Regions from separate parts of the Pan troglodytes genome. Here region 1 is linked to region 2. The links are chromatin contacts, called in public Hi-C maps. All regions are on one chromosome and are shown on one strand. Each heading gives the region's core, a stretch centred on a gene start, on an enhancer-like site or on the middle of the called end of the contact. The rest is flanking DNA. Distances are from core to core; before and after follow the strand shown. Region 1 holds the start of VARS1 (valyl-tRNA synthetase 1). Region 2 holds the start of MSH5 (mutS homolog 5).

Region 1 (6,108 bases), core at 101-2,600, 56 kb after region 2:
CTTTTAATCCTATTAACTCAGTGAGGCAAGCATTACATCAACTTGCCTGCGTGTTCATAGACATAGGAAGACCAAGACACAGCGGGTTTATGAAACGTGCCCAGGGTTACCATACCAGTTGGCAATCTGGGATTTGATCACTCTTTTCCCACATCTGATGTACTACCTTCTTGTCTCATTGTCCATTCCGGTCCTCGCTTCCCTCCTCTGAATTTCTCCCCTCCCCCTCTTCTGTACAACCCCCTCACCTGGGGGTCCTGGGCCGAGCTTCGGAGTCCCAGGGCCGGCAGCGTTGCTCCACAGGCAGCTGGTATTAACTCCGTGTCGGCGTAACTGACCCACTGTTGGACAAGGACAGCCGCCCGGCTGCCCCCTGGGCCCCCCAGGCCTGCTGGCCACAGCAGCTGGGCCACAGCCGTGGCCCCCCACACCCAGAGCCCACCGGGCCCCTGCTCCAGGGCCGGCAGGCGGGGTGGGGGAAAGGGAGTCCTGCTAGTCGGGGGTGGCTGGAGACAGATGCGGGGGTGGGCTCCTCCCCATCCGGGACCCTCCCCAGCCTCCCCATAGCGAGCGGCTATGAGGGCTCGGAGGCTGGGGAAGGCATCTGGGTGAGGGGAGACGTAGAGGATGGACATAGTTATGAGAAGGTCCGAACGAAGTGGAAAAACCTAAGGAGAAAGAGAGACAGGGGAAGACTGCGGGATCGAGGTGGGTCCTATGTTTGAGTAGAGAGGGGACCCTCATGGGAGCTCCTTCGCCGCAGACACCCGAGTCCCATAGGACTGAAGGTCTGACCAGGCAGGCTGTCAGGAGCCGAGGACCTGGCTCTCAGAGGGGCAGTGTCAGTGGGGAATTCCTGGGGAAGAGGAACTATCCACGATCGCGGGGCTTCGGGGAGTGTGGAAGGCTATCAGGAGCGGGTCGGCGTCTGGTTGGATGCGGGTTCGAGCCGCGTGTACGTACTGGAGGGAGATGGTCAGACTGGGCCGGGAATCCACCTCACAGCCAGGCGCCGGCCGCGGCTGGACCGGCCGAGCGGCCCGGGCGGAGGAGTCGAGCGGGCAGAGACGGTGGGCGGCTCTCCAGGTGACCCTAGTTCCCTAAGATCGCCGCCCCGGCAGCCGGCGCCCACGTGTTCCCCCCTTTGTGACAGGGAGCGTTTCCGGGCCTGCGGGTCCTGGCGGGGGCGGCCGTGCCCCGCCTGCGAGTGCGCGCCCGCCGTGTCCGACACTGCCCCGGGGGCCGCGCGGCTCGCCGCCCGCCGGTCTCACGAGGAACAGCGCGGGGCGCGGGGCGCTGGGCGCGGACGCAGGACGAGAGGACACCCCTGAGCACGACGCTCCCGTCAGGCGCCGCCACGGGCACCTTGTGCGGGTCCTCGGCCGGGTGGCGAGGGCGGCGCCCAGCGGGCAGCTAGGGAACTGGCCCAAGAGGGTCGGCCGGCCCTGCCGGTGGAGGGCGTTCCCCACCCGGTAGCGGGGAGGTGCCCAGCAGGGAGCCGCCTGATGAGGACCGAAGGGGAGGTCCATTTGCCGAGGCCCTGGCGTCCAGCTTCCTCTTTGAGCCTCATCTCCTCATGTATGAAAAAAGGGTGACGGCCGGGCGCAGTGGCTCACGCCTATAATCCCAGCACTTTGGGAGGCCGAGGTGGGCGGATCACCTGAGGTCAGAAATTCAAGACTAGCCTGGCCAAGGTGGTGAAAGCCCGTCTCACGCCTGTAATCCCAGCACTCTGGGAGGCCGAGGCGGGTGGATCACCAGGTCAGGAGTTCAAGACCAGCCAGGCCAAGATGGTGAAACCCCGTCTCTACTAAAAATACAAAAATTAGCCAGGTGTGGTGGCAGGCGCCTGTAATCCCAGCTACCCCGGAGCCTGAGGCAGGGAATTGCTTGAATCCTGGAGGTTGAGGTTGCAGTGAACCGAGATCGTGCCACTGCACTCCAGCCTGGCGACAGAGCTGCAGTATTTGTAAAAATACAAAAATTAGCCAGGCGTGGTGGCACACACCTGTAAGCCCAGCTACTTGGGAAGCTGAGGCAAGAAGATCACTTGAACCTGGGAGGCGGAGATTGCAGAGCTAAGATCACACCACTGCAGTCCAGCCTGAGTGACAAAGTGAGACTCCATCTCAAAAAAAAAAAAAAAAAAAAAAAAAAATTAGCCGGGCATGGTGGTGGGCGTCTGTAATCCCAGCTACTCAGGAGCTGTGGCAGGAGAATCGCTTGAACCGGGAGGTGGAGGTTGCAGTGAGCCACACCAAGCCAGTGCACTCCACCCTGGGCAACAGAGTGAGACTCCCATCTCAAAAACAAAAAGGAGGGTCACACTAGACGGTCTCTAAGGGTCCCTTAAGGCTGAGAAGTCTCATCTGTATCATGAACTCATATTTGCTGAATGAGTGAATGAAGTTTAGTAATTCCCAGTCACAACTTTTCTCTAAAATATAAATTACATCACTTGTATTTATCTTCTATACATATTCAGAAAACATGTACTGATTTGGTTGGATTGGTGAAGTCTGGTAGCATGAAATGTATCTTATGACACTATCACATTAATGGAAGGACAGCAAGCACTTCAGTTGCAGGTATGGTATAAGCAAAAGGCCAGAGGGAGAACATACAGGTAGGGACATGTTGGGGAAACGTGGTGTAGAGCAACTGTATTATATGCTTTATACCAAGGAGAGTAGTGGGAAGCTGAGTTGGATTCTTGGCTGGGTTAATGCAGAGTAACAGGGGCTTGGATGAATTCGACATCCTTTTCCATGTCCCAACCCCCTGCCCAACACATAGTAACAGAACCAAAACACAAATTTGCATCATAAATTTTATTCCCGATGCGGGACAGATTCCTTCCATCCCCAAATGAATCACATGCTGCCCTGGAAAGACCTAGGAAACTCTCCTACCATCTCCAGAGAAGTAGTGAGAAAGGCATGTGCTGGGGACTGGGAAGGCTTTGAAGTTTCCCAGCCTACTTATCCTCCCCTTCTCAAGAGAGGATAGCTGTTCCCTATTACTCCTCTCATCCACTCATCCCTTAAAAAAAAACCCACAAAACCATCATTAGTAAAAAAACAAAACCCCTTCAAGTATTGGGGGTTAGGGGTTCTGGGCTGGGACTTGGGGTTATGGGTCACCAATGAAAGAGGGAGGGGAAGAGGAGGAGGAGCCATCACTGTTTCTGCTGCAGGGCTTCCTTCCTTGCCGCATCCTGTAGCAACTGTGTGTCGACCTCATCTGCTGGCAGCTGCACGTATCGGACCACTGAGCCCCGAATGAAGCAGTTCTTCACTGATAACTAGACAAAGATGGACAAATATGAAAACACCCTTAAAAATGTCCTCTAACCACCCAGGGGCCTCCTGCTTTAGAGGTGTTTCCTCTTCTCCACAGACCCCAACTCACCATGTGAGGGTATTTCTCAGGGTCTGTGACACTGATGTCAGTTAGTTTGATGTTGAGATACTAGGAAAGGAAGATGAACACCATTATTATTATTATTATTATTATTATTATTATTATTATTATTATTTTTGAGACAGAGTTTTGCTCTTGTTGCCCAGGCTGGAGTGCAATGGTGCCATCTCGGCTCACTGCAATCTCCGCCTCCTGGGTTCAAATGATTTTCCTGCCTCAGCCTCTCGACTAGCTGGGATTACAGGTGCCCACCACCACGCCCAGCTCATTTTTTGTATTTTTAGTAGAGACGGGGTTTCACCATGTTTGTCAGGCTTGTCTTGAACTCCTGACCTCAGGCCTCGGCCTCTCAAAGTGCTGGGATTACAGGCGTGAGCCACCGTGCCTGGCCGACGAACACCATTATTAACCCTAGAGACATGAACCCAACCCTTAAGCTCTCCCCTCTCCTTCTCCAGGAACCAATTCTGGGGCCCGTGCTATATCTCACCTGATCCACAGAATGGAGGGTTCCACAGATGCTGTCAAGGGCAGAGGGAGAGAAGAATCAAATTAGTTTATAACAAAGTCAACATAGAGGTGACTTCAGAGCTGGGATGAGAACATGACTGGGAGAAGTCAAGGACTTGAGGATGTCAGAAAAGGTAGAACCAAAAGGGGGCATTCCTAAGCCCTGGAGTAGGAAAGACAACTAACAGAGTAGTTTATTTTCAACCCCACATCTCCTCTCCCTAAACCAATCCATTCTTTTTTTTTTTTGAGATGGAGTCTCACTGTCAGCCAGGCTGAAGTGCAGTGGTGTGATCTTGGCTCACTGCAACCTCTGCCTCCCAGGTTCAAGCGATTCTCCTGCCTCAGTCTCCTGAGTAGCTAGGACTTCAGGCGCATGCCATCATGCCCGGCTAATTTTTTATTTTTAGTAGAGATGGGGTTTCACCATGTTGGCCAGGCTGTTCCTTAACTCCTGATCTCAGGCGATCTGCCCACTTCAGCTCCCCAAAGTGCCGGGATTACAGGTGTGAACCACTGTCCCCGGCCAAACCAACCTATTCTTAACAGCTACCATTAAACAACTGGTAAAGGCTAGACCTGTATTCTATATAGTATTTGTAATCTTTACAGCCATCTTTCAAAGTAGTTATTACCTTCCAGGGGCTCAGAGAGGTTGTTTTAAACTTTATGAGTTTAGAACAAACGGGAACTTCAGTCCAAGTCTGTGTGACTCCCAAAACCATCAGCTATTTTTTTTTTTTTGCGACAGGGTCTCACTCTATGGCCCAGGCTGGAGTGAAATGGCGTGATCATGGCTCACTGCGGCCACTTGAGTAGCTGTGATTACAGGCTTGAGCCACCATGCCCAGCTGATTTTTTTTTTGAGATGGAGTCTCGCTCTGTCGGCCAGGCTGGAGTGCAGTGGCACAATCTCGGCTCACTGAAAGCTCCATCTCCCAGGTTCACGCCATTCTCCTGCCTCAGCCTCCCGAGTAGCTGGGACTACAGATGCCGGCCACCACTCCTGGCTAATTTTTTGTATTTTTAGTAGAGACGGGGTTTCACCGTGTTAGCCAGGATGGTCTCGATCTCCTGACCTCATGATCTGCCCGCCTCAGCCTCCCAAAGTGCTGGGATTACAGGCATGAGCCACCATTCCCGACTTTTTTTTTTTTTTTTTTTTTTTTTTGTAGAGAAAGGGTCTCACTGTGAATGTCACCCAGGCTAGCTATTTTCAAACATTTATTGCTTTGGAACCAGAGCCCATATGTGGATAAAGGTAGGTAGCATTACTCTTGATGATGCAGGCATGAGTGATGTCCTCTCCATTCCCCAATCCTCGAGCCCCTTGAAATGCTATTTGAGGAATGCTATCAAAACACCAGTGCTCTTTGAGAGAATGGTGCAAAAATTTAAAAAAACAGCCTTTGGCTGGGAATGGTTGTTCACGCCTATAATCCAAGCATTCTGGGAGGCTGAGGCAGGAGGATCGCCTGAAGCCAGCTGGAGAACAGCCCAGACAACATAGCAAGACCTCATCTCTATTTTAAAGTTATAAAATAAAATAACTGTGGCCAGGCACGGTGGCTCACGCCTATAATTCCAGCACTTAGGGAGGACGAGGCGGGCGAATCACGAGGTCAGGAGTTCGACACCAGCCTGGCCAACATCGTGAAACCCCATCTCTACTAAAAATACAAAAAATTAGCTGGGCATAGTGGCAGACGCCTGTAATCCCAGCTACTCGGGAGGCTGAAGCAGGAGAATCACTTGAACCCGGGAGGTGGAGGTTGTAGTGAGGCGAGATTGAGCCACTGCACTCCAGCCTGGGTGACAGAGTGAGACTCCATCTCAAGAAAAATAAATAAATAAAAATAATCGTAATAAATAGCAGTTTTAAAAACGTCCTTATCTTGCCAAAAATAAAGTTGGCAGTTCTCTGCCCCAATTTTTGTAAAATTCTGAAAGTCTTTAAAACCCAGCGTCTGGGCCATGTGCGGTGGCTCATGCCTATAATCCCAGCACTTTAGGAGGCCAAGGTGGGCGGATCACTTGAGGCCAGGACTTCAAGACCAGCCTGGCCAACACGGCGAATCCCCATCTCTACTAAAAATACAAAAATTGGCCGGGCGTGGTGGCTCACGCCTATAATCTCAGCACTTTGGGAGGCCAAGGCGGGTGGATCACGAGGTC
Region 2 (5,634 bases), core at 1,188-3,687:
AGATGGTGCCGTTGCACTCCAGCCTGGGCAATAAGAGCGAAACTCCATCTCAAAAAAAAAAAAAAGAAGAAGAAGAAAAGAAAAAGAAAGTAGAGTTAGGGATGGGAAGGGAGATGACGAAGTCTTTTGCGAAGGAAACATAAAGCCGAGGCAAGGGGCTTTGTTGCAGGGAGGGGTCTGTTCCTGTAGCTTGGTCAGCTTTGTGCTTCCACTTATGTTTCCTATTGGGGCCCCTTCCTGTGCCCTTTGTCCTCGTCTCACTGACAGGTTGCCTTGGAGATGGGGCAGAGGGGTGGGATTATCATGGCCCGATCCTGAAGTATGTGTATAGGGGGTGGGGTAGGGGTGTTGTTAGCTGGTCCTGTCATGGGGATAAAGAAAGATCAGACAGAATAGTGGGAGTAGAGTCCTTGGGGACACCTAAATAAATAAGCAGGGAGGACATAGGAGGAGCAGCTCTCTCTCCAGTAACCTTGATTTCTATTAAACCTTTATGACCTGCTGAAAAAATAAACCCAGAATTCCAGCCTCCATATCCTGAATTTCTCTCCTGTCCAACCATCCCTTCTCTATCCTCCTCATCACCCTCTGTCCAACAAAAGACCTACAGTTCCAGAAAACCATGGTGCAGTGCAAGAACACAGAACTAAAACAGAGCTTGAAACTTAAAGAAAGGGAGAGACTTGGGGGAGGAGTGGGGTGGAGTGACGTGATGTGCTGCTGGAAACCAGCAGTTGGTGGTTTCCTCTTGTGCTTCCTCTTCTGTGGGTTTTCTCCTGCCTGTGGGAGGGCCTTTTTCTCTCCTCCCGACAGAAAGGCTATCTTTCGTGTTCGTTCCCTTGAACTGTAACATCCTGTAAGGGTATGATTCCATGCCTCTGTGTGGGTGTGAATTCCCTCATGGTGACCCTCAAAATCTGCACACAGGACCCCTTCCCATTGAGGGGAGGGGATCAAAACAACTCTACTTCTCAGGGTCCTCTCCTGTTCCAACTGGTCTGTGTCCAAAAGAAGCCTTAGGTAAATGGGGCCAGCTTGAAGATCAAACAGGTTTGGCAGCCTCTCCCGGCCTCTCTTTTCTCTCCTACAGCTTTATAGCTACAGCTGCCTTGATATCAATATTGACTTTGGCTGGCTGGCATGACTACCCACAGGGTATCGTGCCTTAATTTACCAGGTGACAGGCAACGCTGCCCTCTCCTGGAACCATCCAGCAGAGCCAGGGCTGTACCCCCAAATCCTGCAACAGAGGTTTCCCTCCATCTCACCTCCCTGTCCCTGCATTTCTCCTATCTCAGTAGCTCCTCTTTCCCTCTCTGGGCTTCTCTTTCCACTCCCTCCCCTTCCTGGGCTTGGTAAACTAGTCCCTAATCTCTTCACACCCCAGATTGGAAGGTGGGTCCCTCCCTGACACTCCCCAGAGCTGTCACCAACCTCCTCCAAGTTTCTATAGCTCCATTGCTCAACACATTTGCCAGGGGTAACCATTAACCCAGCCCTTAACTCTGTTCCCCCACCTTTCTTGCTGGAGGGGATTTTCCAATTACTGGTTAGCACAGCTAGGTCATCTCACCCCCACCATCTTTCCTAACTTCTTGGGTTGGGGGGCTGGGGAGGAATCTCCCCATCTCAGGGTACTAGGAACAAAGCTGGGGAGGATGGTGCATTTAAAGGGACTATATATATATATATATATATATTTTAACTTTCTCCCTCATAACCCCACCCCCGCAACACACACACACACACGCACGCACGCACGCACAAATAAGCTTTATGGAGCAGTGACTTCATTATGTTCACCGCTTTGAGTCCAACCCCTGGCCCAAAATAGGCACTAAATAGTTGCCGAATGCATGAATGATAGATACCTCTCTGTCTTCAGGGGTGTGTAGAAGTGCGAAGGGGTATGGGCATGTCCCAGTAGGGGTGTGAGTGTTCTGATCAGATCTACTTCTCTCTGCCAGAATTTGATGTAATTCGAATCCTTCCACCTCTGCTTGAGGGGTTTAAATAATAAATTAGGCCCTGTCGTGCCATTATGGGGGTGGTCATACCCTGTACCCAGGAAACAGGCACGGTAGGGCTGAGACAGAAGTCCTGCTTGTTTCCGCTTATTTATTTGAAACACCGCTCATTTAGGTCTTACTTTGTTTGCCAGGCACTGTTCTAAGCTCTGTATAAATATTAACTCAGAGGGTACAAATATTAACTTAAGAGTTGTTGCAGGAAAAAAAAAAGCGCCTCTGGCTCTTTAAGTGTGAACTCCCCCTCAAAACCCCTGCAACGGTCCCAAACCCCTTCCAGGGACTGGGACTACGGCCCCTGGTCCGACCTTCTCGCGGGCTTCCCACTGCGCCAATCAAATCCCAGAAACAGTGAGTGCTAGAGGCCCGGCTGCTAAGCAACGGCAGAGGGCGGGAAGTTTGAACATTCTGGACCCGCCCCGAAGGCGAATAGGCCAATCAGCGTCCAGACTCTTCAGCTACGGCAGTCCGCTTCTCCTCCTCGCCCTGTCGGATCTCTAGGCTGGATCCGGGCCTCTCCAATCAACAGCGGCTAGGAGGGTGGGGCGCGTGCGCGCGCACCTCGCTCACGCGCCGGCGCGCTCCTCCTGCAGGCTCGTGGCGGTCGGTCAGCGGGGCGTTCTCCCACGTGTAGCGACTGAGGTTACTGAAGAGGCGGGAAAACGCTGTGATGGCGGCAGCTGGGGGAGGAGGAAGATAAGCGCGTGAGGCTGGGGTCCTGGCGCGTGGTTGGCAGAGGCAGAGACATAAGACGTGCACGACTCGCCCCACAGGGCCCTCAGACCCCTTCCTTCCAAAGGGCAACCTCCGCGTGACAGGAATGAGGGTGGGGCGCGTGGAGTTTCCCACAATCTGTACTTTAGTTAAATACCCGAGAATTCACCTCCTATGTTCACAGCTCTCCACGCCCCTCAGCCCTGCCCCGCAGCCCTGTAGCAGAAGTACTTAGTGCTTTGCATTCTGCGCGCCACCCTACCCCGGCCTCCTCTGTGAATCGTTCCTTCCGAACCGCCCTCACTTTTTGCATCCGCAGAGCCTCCAAGCTCATGGCCTCCTTAGGAGCGAACCTAAGGAGGACACCGCAGGGACCGGGACCTGGGGCGGCCTCCTCCGGCTTCCCCAGCCCGGCCCCAGTGCCGGGCCCCAGGGAGGCCGAGGAGGAGGAAGTCGAGGAGGAGGAGGAGCTGGCCGAGGTCTCTGAGGGGAGTAGAAACTTGAATGGAGAGTTGATGGGAAGTTAGAATAAAAGAGGGTTGGGAGCCGGGCGCGGTGGCTCGCACCTGTAATCTTAGCACTTTGGGAGACTGAGGCGGGCGGATCACCTGAGCTCAGGAGTTGGAGACCAGCCTGGACAACATGGCGAAACCCCGTCTCTACTAAAAATATAAAAATTAGCCGAGCGTCGTGGCACGTGCCTGTTATCCCAGCTACTGGGAAGGCTGAGGCAGGAGAATCACTGTAACTCGGGAGGCGGAGGTTGCAATGAGCTGAGATTGCTCCACTGCACTTCAGCCTGGGCGACAGAGCAAGACTCCGTCTCAAAGAAAGAAAGAAAGAAAGAAAAAACAGGGTTGGGAAGAGCTGGGCAAGTCTCTTACCTCCTGAGTGGCTGTTTCACATTCACTAAATGGGGGTGATGATGCCTATCAGAGATTTGATAAAATGATTAAATTATATAAGGCATGGTAAACCCTACACTTATGAGCGATTCCAATAGTGATTTCCTTTCTTCCTTGCTGGACAGATCCACCTGTGTGTGCTGTGGAATTCAGGATACTTGGGCATTGCCTACTATGATACTAGTGACTCCACTATCCACTTCATGCCAGATGCCCCAGACCACGAGAGCCTCAAGCTTCTCCAGAGAGGTGGGGATGGAACCATGAATTCCTCTGCTCTCTGGGATTGCAGATGTGTTACACACACACACACACACACATATTTTTTTTTTCTAGACAGAGTCTTGCTCTGTTACCCAGGCTCAAGTGCAGTGGCGCAGTCTTGGCTCACTGCAGCCTCCACCTCCTGGGTTCAAGCAATTCTCCTGACTCAACCTCCCGAGTAGCTGGGACTACAGGCGTGTGCCACCACACCCAGCTAGTTTTTTGTGTGTGTTTTTAGCACAGACGGGGTTTCACCATGTTGGCCAGGGTGGTCTCAAACTCCTGACCTTGTGATCCGCCCACCTTGGCCTCCTAAAGTGCTGGAACTACAGGTGTGAGCCACCACGCCCAGCCATGTTTTACTTACATTAACTCACCTCACTGTCTAGCATATTTTGTGTTGCTGTAAGGAAATACCTGACTCTGAGTAATTTGTTAAAAAAAAAAAAAAAAAGTTTTATTTGGCTTATGATTCTGGATGGTTGGAAAGCTCAAAATTGGGCATGGACTGCTTCAACTCATGGAAGAAGGGAAGGCAGGGTGTGTAGAGGTCACATGGCAGAGAAGAAGCAAGCGGGAGGGAGATGCCAGGCTCTTTTTGACAACCAGCTCTCTCAGGAACTAATAGAGTGAGAACCACTCACACATACCCACCAACACACTCCAGGAAGGGCATTAATCTGTTCATGAGCGATCCACTCCCATCACCCACACACCTCCTGCTAGGCCCTACCTCACAACACTATCACACTGGGGATTAAATTTCAACACGAGATTTGGCAGGGACAAATCACATCCAAACTATAGCACTGACTGAATATATTTTACAGTTGCTTCACAGAGGCTCCCTCTTTTGTTTTTATGAATTCATTTCATTATTTAACAAATATTTGTGAGGTTGTTTTTTGGTTTGTTTGGTTGTTCTTTTTTGAGACAGTGTCTTGCTCCGTCACTCAGGCTGGAAGTGTAGTGGTGCCATCTTGGCTCACTGCAACCTCCGTCTCCTGGATTCAAGCAATTCTCCTGCCTCAGTCTCCCGAGTAGCTGGGATTACAAGAATCTGCCATCACGCCTGGCTAATTTTTATATTTTTAGTAGAGGCAGGGTTTCACCACGTTGGCCAGGCTTGTCTTGAGCTCCTGGCCTCCAGTGATCTGCCTGCCTTGGCCTCACAAAGGGCAGGGATTATAGGCATGAGCCACTGTGCCTGGCCACAAATGTATATGATGTATTTACAATGTTTCAGGTGCTTCAGATTCAGCCCTGGGCAAATCAGTCATGTCTGTTCTCCAGGGGTTTACAGCCTAGTGACAATATCCAGAACATCCCACTTCCCTCTCACCATCCCACCACTCTTACCACTTTTCTAAATCTCAACTTCTACCTGTGTTCCCAATGTGCAGAGCACTCCCTACTCCTAGGGAGGAAATGTTTTTGAGAAGGAGAGGGGTAGGAAGAGGAGGGCTATGGGTTTTCTCTTAGTCAAAGACAAAGATCCTTTAACTCATTTGATCTCTGTTCTCCTTCCAAGTTCTGGATGAGATCAATCCCCAGTCTGTTGTTACGAGTGCCAAACAGGATGAGAATATGACTCGATTTCTGGGAAAGCTTGGTAAGGACTTGGTAAAGGATAGAGGGAAAATGGGGAAGGACTAATATATGGAATATTCCAGGGGGCTAGAATTGGGTGAGAGGGAGTGTCAGACAGAGGTAGAAGGACTGAG

The links. A called contact is a pair of places that touch in the nucleus more often than the background predicts.
Region 1: a Hi-C map of stem cell-derived neural progenitor cells shows a contact between it and region 2, with 4 times the contacts expected there. The contact joins the promoter of VARS1 here to the promoter of MSH5 in region 2. A contact is called at or near these places in 1 of 7 Hi-C or Micro-C datasets (stem cell-derived neural progenitor cells), 1 of 1 datasets of contacts at active chromatin or transcription factors (stem cell-derived excitatory neurons) and 1 of 1 other capture datasets (stem cell-derived neural stem cells).

Annotation. Positions count from the first base shown.
Region 1 is chr5:37,592,255-37,598,362 of NHGRI_mPanTro3-v2.0_pri, forward strand. It overlaps VARS1 (valyl-tRNA synthetase 1), which reads right to left and starts at 1,351. Exons shown (of 30, transcript XM_518361.5): 1 at 964-1,351; 2 at 249-668. The coding sequence starts at 635. LSM2 (LSM2 homolog, U6 small nuclear RNA and mRNA degradation associated) reads right to left here. Exons shown (of 4, transcript XM_016955187.4): 3 at 3,914-3,944; 4 at 2,817-3,304. The coding sequence ends at 3,179.
Region 2 is chr5:37,534,866-37,540,499 of NHGRI_mPanTro3-v2.0_pri, forward strand. It overlaps MSH5 (mutS homolog 5), which reads left to right and starts at 2,438. Exons shown (of 24, transcript XM_063812336.1): 1 at 2,438-2,669; 2 at 3,772-3,895; 3 at 5,442-5,522. The coding sequence starts at 3,850. It overlaps CLIC1 (chloride intracellular channel 1), which reads right to left and starts at 2,526. Exons shown (of 8, transcript XM_063812353.1): 1 at 2,336-2,526; 2 at 1,872-1,996.